2 separate regions of the Zea mays genome follow, and region 1 is linked to region 2. A link is a contact called in public Hi-C data. All regions are on one chromosome and are shown on one strand. Each heading gives the region's core, a stretch centred on a gene start, on an enhancer-like site or on the middle of the called end of the contact. The rest is flanking DNA. Distances are from core to core; before and after follow the strand shown. Region 1 holds the start of LOC103633041 (flowering time control protein FPA). Region 2 holds the start of LOC100191399.

Region 1 (5,823 bases), core at 1,452-3,951, 260 kb after region 2:
AAATGTTAATGCCCTTCGTCCTTCGAAACATTATTTCCCTTAGGACATAATGATCTTCAGACGAAGGTCATGAAGGACATACCTTCGTTATTGTAGTACATGTTAATGAAAGGAGAAACATATGAAATGTAAGAGATAACATGAGCAATTATACAACATTATCAACTCATTTTTATTTTATTATCCTAGAAAAATAGAAATAATATTGAATTACAAGTATACCTTCGGCATGACAGAAGGTAGAAGTACAAGCGTGATGCACGAGCAAGTACAAGTCAGCGTGAACAATACGGGGGTGTTGTTCATCTATTTATAGGCACAGGACACAACTTGTGAGAAATTACAATCATGCCCTTTACATTTACTATTGGCTTATAGAAAAATCTATGAGGACTGGATGACTTTTCCCCTTTAAGTCGGTTCCTTTTCCCGCGATTGAGCCGAAGCTCCCGAAGATAAAGAGTTTCTTGGTTTGGGTCCAGCGGCTGCAGTGCAGCGGTCCCTGGTGCTGAAGCTTTCTTCGGCGGCATGACGAAGGTCAGTGCTTGCCGAAGGTGGTCGAAAAGGGTTCACCGGAGGTGGGCGCCAATGTTGGGGACTTGTTCTCAAATGCTATGATTTAAGAACAAGGCAACACAAAAAACATTAAATGTTAATGTCTTTCGTCCTTCGAAACATTATTTTCCTTATGACATAATGATCTTCAGACGAAGGTCATGAAGGACATACCTTCGTTATTGCAGTACATGTTAATGAAAGGAGAAACATATGAAATGTAAGAGATAACATGAGCAATTATACAACATTATCAACTCATTTTTATTTTATTATCATGGAAAAATAGAAATAATATTGAATTACAAGTATACCTTCGGCCTGACAGAAGGTAGAAGTACAAGCGTGATGCACGAGCAAGTACAAGTCAGCGTGAACAGTACGGGGGTACTGTTCATCTATTTATAGGCACAAGACACAGCCTGTGAGAAATTACAGTCATGCCCTTTACATTTACTATTGGCTTATAGAAAAATCTATGAGGACTGAATGGCCTTTTCCCCTTTAAGTCGGTTCCTTTTCCCGCGATTGAGCCGAAGCTCCTTTGCGCATAGCTTCGAAGTAACGGCAACCTTCGTCATGATCATGCCCTTCTCATCGTATATGCCTTTAATCCTGAATCAAAAGGTACCTGTCTATAAACCATGCTTGGAAGACATTGTTAAATTACGTTTTTGAGGACCTTCGGAGGACGAAGGCCCCCAACAGTCATTTTACGGTAGAGATAGCCACACTTAGATAAAACTTAGTTTGCACTTTATTGCTTAGCTATTTGCATATGTTTTGTTTAGTAGACTTGTTTGTGGCCTATATTAGCAAGAAATTTAGAAGTCCTAATTCATCCCCCTTAGGCGTATGTAGTCCTTTCAATCGGTATCAAAGTCTGGTTTGGCTCATTAGGAATCTTTTAGCTTAAGCGCTAATATAGCTGACATTTTTTGGAGGAAGGGATGGATACCTATAGGCCACCACATTTCGACGATAGTAATTTCCCTTACCATAGTGCTATAATGGCTTGTTACCTAGAAGTTGTTGATTTAGATGTTTGGAGAGTCACTCGCGACGGGATGAAACCACCTAATAATCCCGAGAAGCTTACCGCGAGTGACGAAAAATAAATTCATTTGAATGTTAGAGAAAAAATTGCTTGTATGGATCTCTTAGCCTAGAAAGTTTTAATCAGATATTTACTTTGAAACCCTAATGATGTTTGGCTAAAATTGCATAAGATTTTTGACAACACATCAAATGTCCGTGAGCAAATATATTGTCTAGCTTTGAATGAGTATAATTCTTTTGTAATGAAAGATAATGATTTTGTTAGAGACATATATTCACGTTTAAATCGTGTTGTTAATGAGCTCAACTCTATTGGCGTTAATAAGCTAGACGATGTGGACACTGTGAGGAAGATCATATCCTTGCTACCTTAACAAAAATATGGGAGCATCATCATCATCCTTCACAACTTGGAGGATTTGAGCCAAATGACCTCGCGCTCTTGATCAGGAAGATCGTGACATTTAAGATGTCACGCAAGATGTGTGAAGAAGAACCAACCTCTTCAAAGCCATATGCTTTCACTTGTGATGAACACAAAAAGATGAAAGACAAGAAGAAGGTTGCAAGCTCAAGTTACTCAAGTGAAGAAGAGGAATATGAAAAAGAAGATGATAATAATGATGATGATCAACCTCTACATCATCCTTCAAGGACGAAGAGATGATCCAACGAGTTGGCAAGGTAATGAGGATGATACATAAGATTAATCTAATGTGGGCGCCATGTACATACATGATCTTCTCTTTAGTATTAACATGAAAAAGTAAAGAAAGAGATGATGCTTCACGTGTGGGGAGAAGGATCACTTCTGAGATAATTGACTAAATATGGCCGAACCTAATAAGAGGAGGAGCAAAGGCAAGACAATTCTTTGAGTGAAGATGAACCTTCAATAACTATTGCGGCGACTCGATCGATTATATATTTACATTAATTTTGGATAGTTTTTACCAAAGCGGTTCTTATAGAAGCTGACTCTACATCAGCTAAAACAAACAGGGTGTATTACTTGTTATTATTAAAAAAACAGATAAAATAAATTCTGAACACTATTTTATAAAGATCACCGCGAATGCTATTGGAAAGAAGCCACGAAAACCACATCGGCTCTCTGAATAAGTACGCATCGAATCGCCCAGCCCACCATACAGAGCCCACACTGCAGAGCCCCCTCTTGTTCGCGTCCGAACCAGATTCCCCGTCCCCTCTAGGGTTACGCCCACTCTCCCCCGCCGCTCCGGCGATGTCGTCGGAGCCTCTACCCGCGGAGTCACCCGAGGCGCCCGCTTCCGCCTCTGGCTCCCCTTCGAAGGACGCCGTCGGCACTGAGGTCGGCGCCGCTGCGGGGTCCCCGGAAACGAACACGCTCTGGGTGGGCAACCTGCCCTCGCACGTGACCGAGGGCGATTTGTTGGCGCTGTTTGGGCCGCACGGCGCGCTCGATTGCGCCCTTGCACGAGCCGGATCTCGCAGCTACGCGTTCGTCCTCTTCCGTTCCCCAGCCGAGGCTCGCGAAGCCGTCGAGGCCACCCGGGGTGAAAAGGTCAAGGGGGCCGCCATGCGCACCGAGTTCGCGCGGCCGGTAATTTAGTTGCTTATGCACCCCTCCCCCCTCCCCGCGCGCGCTGGGATCTGCTCCCTGCCGCGCTAGATTTTTTGATTGAAAATAAAAATAACTCCCGCCCTAGATTTACCCTGCTGTTTATTGTCATTTGTGTCCGCGACGCCACGTGATTTGTTTGCGCTAGCTAGGGTTTAGGTCCGCCTTTGTAATGGTGGATATCCATCAGGTTTTTGTAGTTGCTGATGAAAATGCTACACGGACAGTTTTGGTCGAGGATACTGGCCGTATGCCATGTTTATCTATTGTCAATCTGGCTGATCAGGTCATTAGTCTATATTATATTAATTAGAAGTGATGCTCCTTTCCTTGCAAATTTCTTACACAGTACTGCTTGACCCGACGATTCATGCAAAAAATGCAGGAAGATGCAATTTTATGCTACTCAGGATATAACTTGTTTTGACGATTCGTTGTGCAATGTGTTTGTCGTGGTTTAATTTTAAGTTATAGGATCCTGTCTCCTGTGCGTTTCCATGTTTTTGTTGGAACTGGAGATTTGAGTACCATGCGTCCATGCCTTTATAAGATTTTGTTTCTTGTTTTCGTTTTGACAGGCTAGAGCTGTTAGAAATCTGTGGGTTGGTGGCATTAGCCCATCGATTTCAAAGGAGGAGCTTGAGGGGGAGTTTCTGAAGTTCGGAAAAGTTGAAGGTGTTGCATTCTCCCAAGATCAGACTTCAGCATACATAGATTTTGAGAAGCTTGAAGACGCAATTTCTGCTCACAGATCCTTGAATGGAAAAATGCTAGGTGGCAAGGAATTGTGTGTTGATTTCCAGAGGTCCAAGGGAAGAGCGGTGTGTGTCACATTGTTGGCTGTATTTGTATTTCCTCCATTAAATTTTTATAGTGTTTTTCTTGTTATAACTTGTTTGTACTGATTTGTATAGGAATGGTCAGAAGCTAGCAGCTTCAATGGTAGAGTACCAGGGCCAGTGGGTGATAAGAGAGGCAGTGGCCCTCTGAAGGTATGCACTGTTTAGAGATATAGTTCTCATCTGTCATGTTGTTGGTCGTTCTCTTTTATCTGCTGATGTTGCTTACTATCATGTTCTGTTTACCTGGCAGAGTTCTGCTGGAGTGCGGATGCGAGAGGCACAGCCTACCAATGTTCTCTGGGTTGGTTTTCCAGGTTCTTATAGAGTCATTGATGAGGAGGCACTTAAGCATGCCATGTCAGTATTCGGTGTCGTTACGAAGATAAAAGTTTTCCAGACAAGGCAGTATGCTTTTGTTGAGTTTGCAAATGTTGCGGAAGCTTGTAATGCTAAGATGAATCTAGATGGTCATCTTTTCAATGATCCCAGGATTCAGATTCTTTTCTCAAACAGTGGGCTTGCACCAAACAAATTGGACAACCCAACATCGGTTGCTGGATTTCCTAGTTCAGAAATCTATTCCAGTGATGGTCGTCTAGGCCCTGGTATTGGCAGTGGAACTTTGCAAGGGTATGATCCACCAAGAGGAGGAAGAACAAGATATTACGATTATGCGGGTATGCCTACTCCAGGTGGTATCCTTTCACAACCTGAACCATTTGATCCAAGAGAAGCAAAAAGAATGAGGCTTGCTGCTGGTGCTGACCCTTACGATGTAAGGGCAGGCAGCACAGGTCTTTATTCTGCTGGATACCGTCATCAGGGCAGTTCTGTGCACGCTGAGGGAAGCTCAAGTCCTGTTATTCGAGTCCGGGGCACAGTGCATCGTACATCATACATTGAGCACTGTTGGCGTGGCAGTATTGCCAAAGGTGGATCCCCTGTTTGTCGTGCTCGTTGTTTGCCTATAACAAAGGGCAGTGACATACCTTTGTAAGTCCAAACATTGTTGCACAAATATTTGCTCTGTATAAAGTTGAATTGTGTATGTTTATGACCTTACTCTGCTAATCTAAACTTTGCAGACCGGATGTTATGAATTGCTCAGCTCGGACTGGATTGGATATGCTGGCGAAGCACTACGCAGATGCCACTGGATTTGACATTGTCTTTTTCTTGCCAGATAGTGAAGATGACTTTGTTTCTTATACTGAGTTCTTGCGTTACCTGGGCTCAAAAAGTCGGGCAGGGGTTGTAAAAGTTGATGCAGGGACTACATTATTTTTGGTTCCACCATCAGATTTCCTAACAAATGTGTTACAAGTTGATGGTCCAGAGCGCCTTTATGGTGTGGTATTACACATTCCACAAATCTCTGCTGCTGCTGCACTGAGGCCACAGTTAACTGGGACCGAACAACAACCTTACTATGATGAAAGGGGAACTCTGCCTACTTCACAAAGAAAGTATAGTATCATTTCTCCTAATGACAGTGGCCACCTTGATGCTGATTATCGGACATCTTTGCATGAGGATTCAATGCATCGGTTGGGGCATATTCCTGGAAGGCCTCGGGTGGATGAAGGACAAGCAGTTCAACCAGCTCTTGCAGGTTTTCCTGCTAATCAAGCAGCTGGGCTGCAAGTACAATCTTCACTCAAGCCTGACATTATGGCTACATTAGCAAAACTTCTGCCTAGTGTGCAATCGTCACCGCTGGTAAGTGGTCAGATGAATGCCATAGACAGAACATCGCAGATACAG
Region 2 (5,830 bases), core at 864-3,363:
ATCTTCACCCTATCAAGCCATTCTTGAGTCACATCCTATTGAGCATCCATTGAGAGAATCATTTCTTCAATATTGTGAACCTTGCTTGAATGTCATCTAGATATAACTGCTAAGATCAATCAAGCTCTAGTTTGATTCTCATATATTCATATATGGACTAATAGTAATATGGTCAAGCCAATTCACGATTCCTCATATCTTGTTCACTTTGGCTTGACCAATCCTCTTAATCACTTCAACCTCTATTATGATCATATTTATGCATAGTGATTTCTCAGGACTTGTCCATATATTCAAACCAATATAGAGACCATATTATATCCATTTGCATTGTCTCACTGGTTATTTGACCTTGTGTTGAACTTTGTTCACTGATCATTATACACTATTCAAGTATGTTCATCATACTGAATTCCCTGTTCAACACTTAGCAAATTTGTTAGACCTTTAAATGTGTTGTTATCCAAATCACCAAAACTCACAAAAGGGATGAATGCACTTTCAGGAGTGATAGAGCAGAAGCTGTATCAATTCCAGTTGGAATAATTCCTGCAGGGTCTGACAACTCACTTGTCTGGACTGTTTTGGGAGTTAGAGATCCTATTTCTGCATCATTATTAATTGTTAAGGTATTACGAGTTTCAATATTTTTCTCAAACACTCCATCACCATCATTACTGTTGGTGTTCGATGGTGACTTCCTATATGAGGAGTGTCAGCAGTATATTTTGCATACTTGATTTTGTTCAAATAAGTCTGTTACTAAATCTTGTTCTCATGAGGATAAATTCTTTTGTGACAGGCTGGTTTCACAGCTCTAGATATCTTGGTTGTCGAGTGGACCAAGACCTTGAAGAAGCATTTGAAGGACTTTATCTTAATGACCCTTAGAGCTTAGGCCCTACACTTTGTAATCTCCTACTATTCTTCTTGTTCCTACTCTATTCTAGTGATCTGGACATCTGGTGATGTAAACTGTACTCTCTGTATTTAAGATCTCTTTATCTCTGATGTCATCTATCAAATGTCATATGTTTTAGTTTTAGGGTTTTGTGCTGTAAGTTTTACGGTTTTTTGTGCTATCGGTTTTGGGGTGTTTTTGCTAAATATAGTTTTGTGTTTGCGGGCTCGGGCTGGCCCGGGTCACTAAATGGCCCGTGCTATTCGGGCCGGCCCGGCATGGTCGGGCCTAGACCGTGCCGTGCTCGGGAAGAGGTTTGGGCCCGTCGGGCGGCCCGGCCCGGCACGGTTAAGTAGCTGGGCCTAACCGTGCCGGGCTCAAACGGGCCGGGCTGAGTCGGGCTCGGGCTGGGCCGGGCCGTGCCGCCCGTTTGGACATCTATAAGGTGGAGTACTCCACCACGCTGAGCACTGTTCCGCGTCGATTAGCAGTACTAAACTGATAACTACGCATAATCGGCCGACCGGCGGGCGCGGGGTGGTTACGGGGTGCCAGTCACTCGCCGGCTACGTCGTCGCCGCTAATCATCAATTCGATCGGTGGCGGCGGCAGCACCGGCCATCGCTACTGCTGTGCTTGGTTCATTCCCTCGTGCAAAAGATGGACAGTACGCTGTGCTGTACATTAATACGGATCCCTATCATGTCGAATTCGCGGGAGATCTGTGCAAAATCACGGGCAGGCAGGGTTGTCCTGGGTCTGCTCTGCTCTCTTTTCCGCTCGTCTCTTTCGAGAGGATGATGATAAAATAAATAAAAGGTGATGTGGAGACTCCCTCCTCCCGAACGGCCAAGCCTGTCTCTGTCTGCCCCCCTTGGAAAGCAACGGCTCACCGCAATCCGACTGCCATCTCCCCTAGTGCCTACTGCACTGCACACCACGCAAGGGCGCAAGGCCTAGGCCGGCCACGAGCCCACGACGGGCGCCTGCTTTGCTTGTGCCTGTGCTGCTGCTTGAAGCAGCACAGCAGTGGACGCGTCCGCCGTCCGCTGGCTTGCGTGTGTCAGCTGCGCGTTGCGGTTAGCCGGTTACTAGGCTGGGCACCCCCACCCCTCGCCGGCTGCCCGGTCTCTTCACTCCACATCCTAGTATCCCACAGGCCACACAGCCAACTTGGCTGGAGAAAGAGGTGTAGAGAGACTCGTCTCTAGCTCTCTGCTCCTCTCGGCTGGAGCGAGCGGTCCACTCCAGGGCTGGAGGCAGCCACAGCCAAGCCGAAGGCAACGAGTGGAGACCGGACACCGGAGCCGCGGAGCGGGAGACCATCCTTGACTTGTTTTTTCCGCCCCTTGGATGTGACGACTGACCGGATGAGACGCGCGCGGCCGCGCCTCTCCCCACTCCGCTGACCGGACCTGCGTGCCCTGCGACCGCACCAGCGCGGAGCTGCGTATCCCGCCAGCGGTGAGCCGGTGGAAGGACCCCGCCCGCCCTGCTCTTCTCTGCTCCAAATCCAAACCAGCCTTTTTCCCCCTCCGTGCGCCCACAGCAAAGCCCGATGAGGAGACGAGAGTGAAGAAGAAGAAGAAACCACTAGGCGCGGCAAGGATTTGCTCCGAGAGGTTCGCGTTCCCCCGATTCCCTATCCTCCTCCCCTGCTCCAAGATTTTTTTCCCTTTTCCCTTTCCTTCCCTCTCCGAGCGCTTCGCTTTTGCGGGTTTTTGCCTTCTCTTTTGCACCCAATCGACTCTCTCTCTCTCTCTCTCTCTCTCTCTCTCTTCCCCCGAAATATTACTATTTGCCATTGCTTGCCTTGCCGCTTCCTCCGACAAGGAAGAACACTTGTTCAGGACAACCCTGGGGTGAGGGTTGGTGCGAAGTGTCTGCTCCTTGCTGTTATATCCTCCGCTAATTGCTTTGCGTCCAAGGTTGTTTAAGGTTGCACGAATTGATTGGGCAACCGGCGGTAGTACTTTTCGTGCGCAAGATTTGGTTGGTGGTGTTCTTACCCTCTCTCGCAGGATAGCTGCTCTCTCTCTCTCTCTCTCTCTCTCTCTCTCTCTCTCTCTCTCTCTCTCTCTCTCTCTCTCTCTCTCTCTCTCTCTCTCTCGAAGATTTTCTTTGTCGAGGGAAAAGTTGGGTTTGGGGACGACAGGACCACCGCCGCCTACATTGATGACTTCTGCTACGTACTAGTATGTGGAGTACCTCTTGTCGTGTTGAGCATGTTTCGGGTTGGACCGAGTTCAATTCGTTTCCTTACAAGCAAAGACATATATTCCCCAGGCGTACTCCCTCCAGTCCAGAACCACCGCCGGAGTATTCCGAGCGGCATTTCCTGCATAAACACCGGTGCCAATCAGGAGGGTTCTGTGTGTTTCTGTCAGTTTAGTGATAGTACTCTTCAATAGAATCGCGCGATTTTGTTCATCTGTGTCCTTTCTGAAATCATCGTTTGTCTCCGTGCAATTCTTAGGTTCCATTCCGTATCCGGATCACCGTGCGGAAATTCTTGGTTGGTATGGTATGAGTAAATGCGATCTGCAGTGACTTGTGAGACAGGTTTCTGCACATTAGATTCACGAAAAAGTTGCGACCTTTATTGCATTCAGGAGTGTTGGTCGGAACTGCCAGGTTGCCTGCCGGATTTTTACCTTTTGGTTCCGATTTGTCCCGTGCTTTTATTAGATGACGATGACATGATAATCACACTGCTGGTTGGATAATGCAGAGTGATGCGCTTAAGGATTCACGACAATGGCTTCATTGGTGCCCGGTGTCCTCGTGAAGCTCCTTCAGCATATGAACACGGATGTAAAAGTCGCCGGCGAGCATCGCTCCTCGCTCCTTCAGGTTGTCAGCATCGTCCCAGCGCTCGCCGGGAGCGATCTTTTCACCAACAAAGGCTTCTACCTCAAGGTGTCGGATTCATCCCATGCGACCTACGTTTCCCTTCCAGAGGAACAGCATGATCTCATCTTGAGCGACAAGATTCAGCTGGGCCAGTTCATCCATGTAGACCGTCTAGAGGCTGCCACTCCTGTTCCCATCCTTAGAGGAGTTCGCCCAGTTCCGGGTCGCCATGCTTGCGTTGGCACCCCTGAGGATCTTGTGGTGACCAGCTCCTCCAGTTTTCATGGCAGCAAGAAAGCGCAACCATCAAATGGAACGAATGATGCCAGCATCTTGTCGCTAGAAAAGGAAACGAGCAAATTGGAGAAAATAAATGCTTCACGTAAGCTTACCGGGACGGAAAATAAGAAGCCGATGCTCACCAAATCAAACTCTTCACTGTCAAGACAAGCTTTGAATGTGATTGGTGATAAGAAGGAAGCGGTTAAATCAAAGGTGAAGCCAGCTATTACCAGGTCTACACCTTCATCACCAACCAGTGTCTATTCTTTACCTGCGTCATTCGACAGATTCTCTAATGATCTGAAACAGAGGAACAGAGTAAAAGGAGCAGAGAAAGCTTCATCTTCTAGGCTTTCCTTGTTAGAAAAGGCTGCTTCTGTTTTGAAGGCTACTAGTGCCGGGAGAAAGCCCTCTGCTGCCAATTCGATCAGTAGCTCTGTGTTAAGTATTGGATCAGGGCCAAAGGCCTTGAGAAGAAGCTGGGAAGGAAACACGGATATTAAAGGAAAAGGCAATTCAGAATCAAAGACAGCCAAACCTGACAAGAAGTCTGATAACAAGATGCCAATGGTATGTAAAATGCTGACTCTCTCTATCATTGTATAGATAATGCATTTAGTTTGTGTCACTAGTGACCACTGTGTTCAGCCACTTTCTTCAGGCTGGTTCAACGTTTAGAATTCCCAGTGATAATGGATCATACAATCTCATAATATCTGTTTATTACTATCTTGTCGATAACATCATGTGTGGCAACTGGCAAGGAAATGTGATGGCGTTGTTCTCATTTGCACTGACCATTTATTTTTACTCAAAATTAAAAAGATAATATGAACATTCTTAATATGCAGACTCCTAGACGAAAATCACCAGTGGACCAGAAGGTGCCACCTAAAGATGATAGCCAGAAAGCTGCTAGGAAGAGCACCGCAAGTGCTCCCTCAGATGACGCTGACAAAGCAGCCAAGAAGCATATTCCTACTGTAAAGAGAACATCTGGGGTCTTAGGAAACTCGAATGTTACAAATCTAGTGAAGATTCCTCCCAACCGCAAAAAACTAACAGATATTAGCACTTCATGGACATCACTCCCTCCATCACTTGCCAAACTAGGAAAGGTATAGCTAAAATTCATTGACACAGCTGATATGATTTTAAACTTTTTGCTTGCACAGTATTAAGCATTTCTGAGTATTTGAAATTTTGAATTGCCATACCCTGTTGTCTCTGTGGCAGGAGCTTCTTAAGTACAGGGAATCGGCACAAATAGCTGCTGCTGAAGCCATGCAAGAAGCTTCCGCTGCAGAGAGCTTGCTCAGATGTTTGAGGTACTTTTTTCTTCCGGATACAAGTCCTATGGTTATGACAAGTTTTGTATGTTTTCTAACAAGTTCTAGGCACATTTTCTTATTGGTAGACTACTACGACATACTGTTTGATATATTTCCTATGACTCCGACCGATCCATTCCTTGATCCCTATCTTGTAGCTCCTAATGCTTGTATTCTTTTCTAAACAGCAACTTTATTATGTACTTAAATTGGTCAAAGCATCCCCTAGCTTCTATAGATAACTATAAAAGTATGTTTGATACTTAGATGGCATCACATGCTTGATGATCTGTCTATTAAAATAAAGTAGAAGAGAATCTTATGGTTTGATTTGGAAACCTGCCATATTTTGCTAGCTTCTATCCAGCTATGCAGATGATGTGGCACCTACTGGTATCAGCGTACTCTGCTTCCAGTTAATTCAAATTAGGAAAAAAAATCCTCATAAATCAATCTTCTGCCA

What was found. A called contact is a pair of places that touch in the nucleus more often than the background predicts.
Region 1: a contact with region 2 is called in a Hi-C map of ear, with 2.2 times the contacts expected there. The contact joins the promoter of LOC103633041 here to the promoter of LOC100191399 in region 2. A contact is called at or near these places in 9 of 25 Hi-C or Micro-C datasets (bundle sheath, ear, endosperm and 3 more).

Annotation. Positions count from the first base shown.
Region 1 is chr7:146,631,907-146,637,729 of Zm-B73-REFERENCE-NAM-5.0, forward strand. LOC103633041 (flowering time control protein FPA) reads left to right here and starts at 2,702. Exons shown (of 6, transcript XM_008654723.3): 1 at 2,702-3,199; 2 at 3,796-4,038; 3 at 4,132-4,209; 4 at 4,310-5,052; 5 at 5,145-5,823. The coding sequence starts at 2,861.
Region 2 is chr7:146,372,354-146,378,183 of Zm-B73-REFERENCE-NAM-5.0, forward strand. LOC100191399 reads left to right here and starts at 2,114. Exons shown (of 5, transcript NM_001358448.1): 1 at 2,114-2,523; 2 at 3,633-4,606; 3 at 4,888-5,154; 4 at 5,273-5,364. The coding sequence starts at 3,659.